2 separate regions of the Danio rerio genome follow, and region 2 is linked to region 1. A link is a contact called in public Micro-C data. All regions are on one chromosome and are shown on one strand. Each heading gives the region's core, a stretch centred on a gene start, on an enhancer-like site or on the middle of the called end of the contact. The rest is flanking DNA. Distances are from core to core; before and after follow the strand shown. Region 1 holds the start of alkbh2 (alkB homolog 2, alpha-ketoglutarate dependent dioxygenase). Region 2 holds the start of shpk (sedoheptulokinase).

Evidence for each region. A called contact is a pair of places that touch in the nucleus more often than the background predicts.
Region 2: a contact with region 1 is called in a Micro-C map of caudal fin, with 2.1 times the contacts expected there. The contact joins the promoter of shpk here to the promoter of alkbh2 in region 1. A contact is called at or near these places in 1 of 18 Hi-C or Micro-C datasets (caudal fin) and 1 of 4 datasets of contacts at active chromatin or transcription factors (embryo).

Annotation. Positions count from the first base shown.
Region 1 is chr5:42,624,579-42,628,797 of GRCz12tu, forward strand. It overlaps alkbh2 (alkB homolog 2, alpha-ketoglutarate dependent dioxygenase), which reads right to left and starts at 1,825. Exons shown (of 4, transcript NM_001256684.1): 1 at 1,718-1,825; 2 at 989-1,246. The coding sequence starts at 1,238.
Region 2 is chr5:42,928,474-42,932,692 of GRCz12tu, forward strand. It overlaps shpk (sedoheptulokinase), which reads left to right and starts at 2,147. Exons shown (of 9, transcript XM_073951313.1): 1 at 2,147-2,548; 2 at 3,732-3,893; 3 at 4,042-4,183. The coding sequence starts at 3,735. It overlaps emc6 (ER membrane protein complex subunit 6), which reads right to left and starts at 2,759. Exons shown (of 2, transcript NM_200056.2): 1 at 2,579-2,759; 2 at 1,777-2,497. The coding sequence starts at 2,477. The coding sequence ends at 2,145. All of the region lies in intron 3 of LOC137495624 (flotillin-2a-like), which reads right to left. LOC141385579 (a long non-coding RNA gene) reads right to left here. Exons shown (of 7, transcript XR_012406275.1): 7 at 3,420-4,219.

The sequences.
Region 1 (4,219 bases), core at 575-3,074:
GTTCAAGCTTGGTGAACTCTGACATGCAAAATTGCATCAATTGACTGGAAAGGACCAATCGAGTATCAAAACATGACCTCTCTGTACAGAAATTTTAAATTTAGAGTGATTGCTTGCTTGCTTTTTTTATTGTCTAATCATCTTGTTTTATCCCGCCCCTTTTCGCAGTGCCGTACAACAGAATTTCAAATGCTGACGAATCATGAGTGATTTCTAATGTAGCTCCGGGTCAATTATTTTACATAGTACATACCCACTGCACATATACAATTGTAATCATGTTCATATCTATCTGCATTCCCTGATTATTATTAACAACCTGTACCTATATTCATCTATTGTTAATCTCTGTCCATAGTTAAAACAACCTGTATAATGTTCATAGTGCATCCATCTCTAAATATCACCAGTTTTTGTATAATTGTACTTCATAACTTATACATATAATCTCTAGATCTATAAGTGACACAGATACTTATTTTTCATATAGTATAAAGGGGCATAATAGCAGGGCTCGCAAAATCCAGGGCTACCAAAACCTGTCTCCCTCTACCTGCTCGGTGGGCCAGTGAGAGAAAAAATATATTTCAATGCCTTTACATTTTCTCACAGAGTGGATAATTATGTATGTGCTGTGCTGTTGATACAACAGCAACAAATCCACTTGCTGAATAAAAAGGAGAAAAGCCAGAATATTATCAACCACCTCCCAAATAACAAATATATTATATATAGAAATTCTCTGACATATTGGAATGTCTTTATAGCTGCAAAAATAACCTGAAACAATGCTCACTTAACATCATTTTTTTGGTTATTTAAAATGAATGAATAAATAAATAAAAACTTTGAAAACTTATTATTTTATACAATAATGTATTTTCTATTTGAGCTTCTTAAATTTATATTCAGGCTACCAAAAAGTGAAGAGTGCCTTCCCGAGAAAAAGTAGAAATTTTTCGAGCTCTGAACAGGTCACCTTTAATACCTGTAAAATACTCCACTTCCTCTTCTAGCTGGTTGAAAAGGTGATCGGCCTCCTCTTTGTTGAAAAGTAAACTATAGTCACAGTCTAGTCCCTCTGCCTCAATCTTCTGCCAGGGAATTGGGTTAGAAAACTCCTCTTCCCCCTCCTCACATTCCTCCTCCTCTGTGGGTTTCTTGATCAGCGCCTCTGTTTTCCATTCATCTGGTTCTTCAGATGATCTTTTTCTCTTCCGAGTCAAAAACTTGTCCATTCAAACATCTGTGAGAGGAGGACAAAACACATTAAGTAAATAAGTATACAATTTAAGTGAATAAGTGTTTATATTTATTTGTTTTTAGTTCAGGAAATTAAATATAATACAGCTTCACCAAATTCCAAAACATTTTTACACAAAAACATTTATGTTTACATTGACATGTAGGCTATGTGCAAACTGGACTGATCTGGTAGCATCCAATTCATATGATTTATTCAGAGCGAGTCTGCAGCGGATTTTACTATAAATTAATAGTTACCACTGCTTGAAGTGTTTTACTAAGCCGCAGTTAACAATTCATAGGAATTATGCGTTTCAATAAAAGCAGTAAGTTACTAAAGCAAAACAAGATGTGAATTATTACAGCCATGGGGTTGGCAGTTAGTAAGACACGACAGCAGTCCGAGTCTTAGTTTATGCAGGTGCATTTTACAAACTGAAACTTTGGGAAAATATTCATGAGGGTTTCTTACCTGGTTTGAGTTTATGGTGTAACGATGGTTAAGATAAACCTCCAACTCAGTTGCACGTTAGTGCTCAAATTCTGTGCCAGTTTTGGAATGGCACACATCCGGAAGTGTACGCCTACGTCACTACAAACGACACGTGACATACAGTACTCGCAAAGTCGTAATGTTTTACAAGCATTCGCTAAAAAATTATAATAAATAAATGAAGTCGCTCTTCTTTGGTAACGTTATTTAAGTACCTATGTTTCCGGTGTTACACTAGTGTTCAAACGCGGTTTGTCTAACCGTAACCTCACAGCTACAGAGGAAGCCAACATTATCTCTGTGAGTGGAAATTCCGAACCCACATCGACAAAATGTTTAACATTACATATAAAACATTCACGAGTTAGTAAAAAAAACAACGTTAGACCGGGTCTTGATCAGGAATTTCTAATTTAAAAAATGGTGTATTAAAAGTTCTGAATGTTATTAGCTTACCATGTTTACATGTGGTTATGAGACTGGGCATGACTTAATTTTTATAAATAACAAACAAAGGACCATAAGTTTAAATTAAATTTGGTTCATAAGTGTGTGTGTGTGTGTGTGTGTGTAGAAGTGGGGGACATAAATGGGGAATTTAATTAAAATCTGATTTGCTGCACTTACTTACATTTAGGGTTTGTGGTGATAAAATCCAGAGAAAAAAGTTATTACATTTAAATATAATTTAAAAATAAAATCAACCAATAAATGAATAAATAAAAACTTATGAGCTGTGCTCAATTACTATTTTGTAATGTCAATTGCAGAAAGAGCTCAAAATATGTAGGTAAAGTATATGAATATGTTGATAATTACTTTCTTAACTGTCTTTCACCACCTTTAGTAAATGAAACAAATATTCCACTCTACCAATTCTCTGTGCAACACATATTCCTAAACGTTAGACTAACATCAACAGGTGTAGACAGATTCTGTCTGACAGAAAATGACCTGGGCTAGTCTAATTAATCAAACAACTCACATATTATTTTTTCTTCGACATTGACATTAAAGTCATCTGTTGCTGCCTAGCATTTCATTGGTTTCATCCGCAACACCGGATCATTAGAACTTCCCCCAAGTTATTTTTAGAGCTAGCAAGCATCAACAAACCTAGATTTGCTCAGTCACGAAGACGGCTCGCTGTAAAAAAGAAAAAAGTGTGGACAGAAAAGGGAAGTCCCCACTGGAAGTACACTGTAAAATATCAGTAAATTTACAGTTTTTCATATTTATAATTTTTTCATTTATTTATGCTTTTGAATTGCGTTTTGGGACTTTGATCTTTCCTTCAAAAGGTTTTGATGTTGGAAAATGTGAAAATTGACTTTTACTGACTATTTAAGTGATAAATCGTCTGGACTGGTGTTACAAATTATGGTACAAAAACCTGGTAATAAGCTGCTGGTACATTTTCTGTTATCTCTGTTAAAACAGCAGAATTTTCAACGTCAAAAGTGGACAGAGCAGAGATAAAACTTCACCACTGTAAATAAACAGAAAACACTTGTGAATCACAATATACGGAACCTGTTAATTACAGTTTTTTTATAGGCAGTGTAAATTTTTAGTGGGGCCAACCATTTACATACTTTTGTTAAATGTTTAAAAAATACATGTAAAGTTCTGTTCCCAAACTCAAAAAAAAAAAAAAAATGTATATATATATATATATATACATATATATATATATATATATATATATATATATATATATATATATATATATATATATATATATATATATATATACATATGAATGGATTATAAGGTAAATCAAAGTAAACAGAAATCTCATAGGCTACACCTCACATTAGACCTACTCCCCTTAAAATTAATGTTGGTTTTGTAATATAAGCAGCTTTCAGTAAAATAGGACAGATCAAATGTATTACAATAACAGATCATCATGAAAGAATAGATTTGTGATGTATGATGTGCATTCATAAGTTAAAGGAAATCCTAAAAACAGATTTATTATTTTTTATTATAACATATTACAATTTATTTCATTATAATTATTTGTAATTTTATAATTATTAAATATGCAATTTGCAAAGAGGCCAATTTCAATTTCACAGTATTTTATTCTGTGATTTATAATGTCATCTTTGATAAATACAAACTGTGGTCAAACACAGAAAGATTTCTCACAAATGGTTTTGTCACCCTAAATGGTCGTCTTTCCAGCACAAAAGATTATATTCATTGCGTGTTTACCTGAATGCAGCATAAATGTTTGCATTTATGTAATCAATCCACTTCAGCTAGTAATGTGCACAAAACAGAGTGAAGTCCATCAGTTATCGTGTCTTCTCAGCAGACTACTCCACATTTTCATAATCATTGTCAGCGCAGTTTGCATACGTCTCATCTGCTTGAGCTGCGCTGTTCACATAAATTGCAACCTTATTTTCAGGTCTGTTGATGTAAACTGATGAATGCAGTACTGCAAAAAGAAAAAGTATTAACATCCCA
Region 2 (4,219 bases), core at 897-3,396, 300 kb after region 1:
GTTTTACACAGCGGATGCCCTTCCAGCTGCAACCCAACACTTGGAAACACCCATACACTATGGCCAATTTAACTTATTTGTATGTGTTTGGACTGTGGGGCAGACAGGAGCGAACATGGGGAGAACATGCAAACCCAGAAATGCCATCTGACCCAGCCTAGCCTCAAACCAGTGACCTACTTGCTGTGAGGCGATTGTGCTACCTGTGATGCCCCATATGAATTTCTACAATAAATAAATAAAATAAACAATTAAAAAATTAATTCAAAACTGAAAATTCTGTCATCGTTCACTCAACCTTCACTTGTTGCAATTAAGTCTGTTTCTTTTGTTGAACACAAAAGAAGATATTTTGAAAAATGTTGGAAACTGGGGTCCGTTATTCGTACGTGGATTATTCAATTAGCTGGATTTGGTTATTGATGATTTGGCACAATCCAGTATCGTTTCCTTCTTCAAAACTGATCCGAGAGTTATTGTAATAGCCGCAGTTCTGGTAGTTTAAACCTGCTAGAGAGGAGGCTCATTTCAAGCAAAGGTAATGCTGAAAGTACAGATTGCTGATATTTTCTTACAGTGGTAACCTATAGGGTTATATACACTGGGGAAAAAGTTAAATAGTAAAAAAAAAAAAAAAAAGTGTATATATACACATTTATCATTTCTAATAATATGTAATATTAAAGTATATTTACGTTTATATGCATATAGGTTTTAATATGTATATATAAATAAAACTTAGTAAATAAAAGTACAAAAATTAGGTGGTTCTCAATCAGGACATTTATTATGATGTTTTTTAGATACACATGCGTACTATTTTAAGGTACCGATCCAACTTTAGACCAATTTCTGAACAATTATAGACATAACCAATATTAAACAGTTTTTTTGTTTGTTTTTTTATGAAGGATTAATAATTCATGCAGTCATGCACATGGCTCGATCGCTAATATGTCGGTAATTTGATGCTTTGCAAAAGCTGCAGACACCCTTATCGATATTAAAATGTTTTTTGATGCGAAATTTATTTAAAACCTTACGCTGATAAAGAGACTTGAATAGGCCTCGGCTACTATAATAAAGAAAATCCACTCTAAGATGTAAAACTAAATAAATAGCTAAATACTCTGGACACATGAAAGTGTGAAGCCTGCAGCCGACAACAAAGGGGGAAAGTTATTGCGTGTCATATTTAACAAACCGTTTACTATGCATTTAATGTCATTTTGTTCACATTTGTTTGAAGAACCAAATTAGCCATAGATCAGTGATCAAGATTAAAAGATCCCGCATCTGTCAAATCATTAGATCATTTACACGAGGTACCAAGAACGGACCCCTGGTAACCATTAACTTCCATTGTATTTGTTTTTCCTGCCATGGATGTCAGTTTTCAACATTCTTCAAAATATCTTCTTTTGTGATCAACTGAGCAGAACACTCAAATTGATTTAGAGCAAGTCAAGGGCAAGTAAATGATTTCTTTATTGAGCGAACTATGCCTTTATTTACTAATTCTGAAACAAAAAGAACTGCAAGTGTCATTTTAGCACTGAGAAAAACTCTAAATGATCCATTTATAAATATATTTAAAGCGGATTATTTACTCAATTATTTATATTTATCAATCTGCTGAAAATACCTGTAAATATAGAACAGCTTTAATTTAATCATAGGTAAAATATTTAAAGACACTAAAATGTTTCAGTGACGAAGAAAATAATCAGATCTTTTGTATAACGCATTCTTGAGAAAACCAGGCAGATGAATGCATGAGGTTAATCATTTATTTTCCTCAATGAATATAAATTAAAACCATGTGATTTGTACAGATTTAAAGTGGACGTGGATTTTTTACACAGCTCTGATTTGTTATCCGGATCTTACACAGAGAGCAAGCTGAAAACACATTAGTCTTGTTGGCCTACACTACATCCAAACCAGCCCTGTCCCGTAAGGAAAACACTAAACCTACAAGAGGAAATCATCCGACATCTCACATCGTCAAACCTTCAGTGCAATTAGTACTGAGAAAATATTTCTATGCCTAAACATAAGATAAAAAACAAGGTCAGTCAGCACTCTCTACCACCCAGAGGCCTCTCTATCGTGTTACTGTCCTACATCTAGTCCGAGTAGCTTCAGTACACATGCACCATCCCGTACAGGAACGTCCAGAACAGCACGTAGGTGAACAGGCCTCCGACGAGGCCCCCGGTGAACAGCAGACGGCGAGACTTGAAGCACTTGTTCCACCGTCGACCAGCTTTGAGGATGAGGAGCAGCGACAGCAGGAAAGAAGCGAGGAAGTAAAAGACGAAGCCGTAGAGTCCCGTAAGGCCGAGGATGCCCGCGGTGGCCCCGGACAGCGCGGACACCGAGGTGCGGCAGTAGTCGAGCACCGCCCCGTTCCCCCGCACCGACACCTCGCTAATGAACTGCGGACCCTCGCGTTTGGCTGCGACTGAGGCCATGATGAGATGTTAAAAACAGGCTGAGAGACAAAAACAGAAGAGCATTGAAACATCGACCATCACATAAAGCCGTGAGTTCAGTTTAAATCTCCTCCGCTTACCGTTAGAGAGAAAACACTGAAGAACACGAGCGTCTGCCTCCGCGACTCAAGCAAACATCGTTTACATCAAACACTCGTGCATCCCAAACTATCAGAGCTCTGTTACAGCGAGGAATGTGTTATTTAGGAAGATGTTCTGGATAAAACACGGCTTGTGTCATTCAACATCAGCCATTTTCTCGCAAAGCACCATGGGAGATGAAAAATGTCGTTTTATTTATTTTTACAATTAACTCGGATTTAATTTTAAAATAATAACATGTAAAATTGTACGCGTTTGGATGTATAATTTCAAGTAATATTACAGTTTAAATATCTGCTTATTTGATTTACCTTTCACCCAGTGTATGGGATCCGCGAAGGCTCAAAACTTGTGATAAGATGAAGGAATCGTTCGCAAGAGTCGGTTCCTTTGAACTGTTCACTTCAAACAACTGGCCGATGCTTCCATTTCTATGCGTTTTCTGACATCATGGCGACTTTTTCTTAGATGTGACTGACCAAAATACACACTAAAGAAAAAAAACGGACAAGTCTCTACTGATTAAAGCTTCATATTGTTTGATCATAATTTAGAAATATGTTCTTTTAACTTAAAATAACTAATATAAACAATAAAACTAAAACGAATAACATAAAAAAGCTAAAATAATTCAAACAAACTAAACCTATTTTAAACTTTAAAAACACTTTTCTCGTGATGACAAAGCTGAATTTTGCAGTAAGGATTCAGTGTCAGAAGGTTATTCATATTTTTGTGTAATCTTTTTTCATGATTGATAAAACAGATGTGCTTTTATTTAAGGACATTCAGTTGATTAAAAGTGACAGGAAATCATTTTAAACATACGACAAAATTTATTTCAAATACATTACATTATTACATTATTGTTTTTTTGATCAAGGAGTAAGAAGAGACGCGGATTTAATAAGTTATTTTGTCGTAATTTTTAAATGAATCATTTACATGAGTTTTGTGAATCAGTTCAGTGTGTTCACTGAAAAGATTCGAAACAAGATTGATCATTCACCACTGACGATAGTTCAGAATCACAAAGTAGACAGCATGCAGGGTGTTCTCTACTATTATATTATATTTACTGCAAATATTTTTAGGATTGCACAAAAGTACTAAAGTAGTGATTCTTGACAGGTCATGGCGGAATCACAGACCGGTTGCGATGGCTTTGTTCTCGGAATGGATCTGGGCACCACATCGGTGAAAGTGGTGCTGTTGGAAGCGCAGTCAAAGACAGTGACAGAGAGCAGGAGCTTCACTACACACGCTGATATCAGCAGCAGCACACACACACATGTAGGTGACAGATCAAAATACACTTACAATAATGCTGTGTATGTTGTTGTACAAAGGATACTTCTGTGAGTGGTCTTTAATAAGTGTTGTTTAGTGTGCTATTTAACTCAAAACTTTTATCAAACGTTGTTGTTGTTGTTGATAATAGGCCAAAGAGCAGGATCCTGCACTTATAATTGCCGCTCTGGACCAGTGCATGGCTGCTTTGCCTAAAGACAAGCTGAAAAAAGTCAAGTTCATTGGAGTATGTGGACAAATGCATGGCATTGTGTTGTGGAAATCTAACTCAGGTTAACACTGAACAACTACTGACAACATACTTAAAG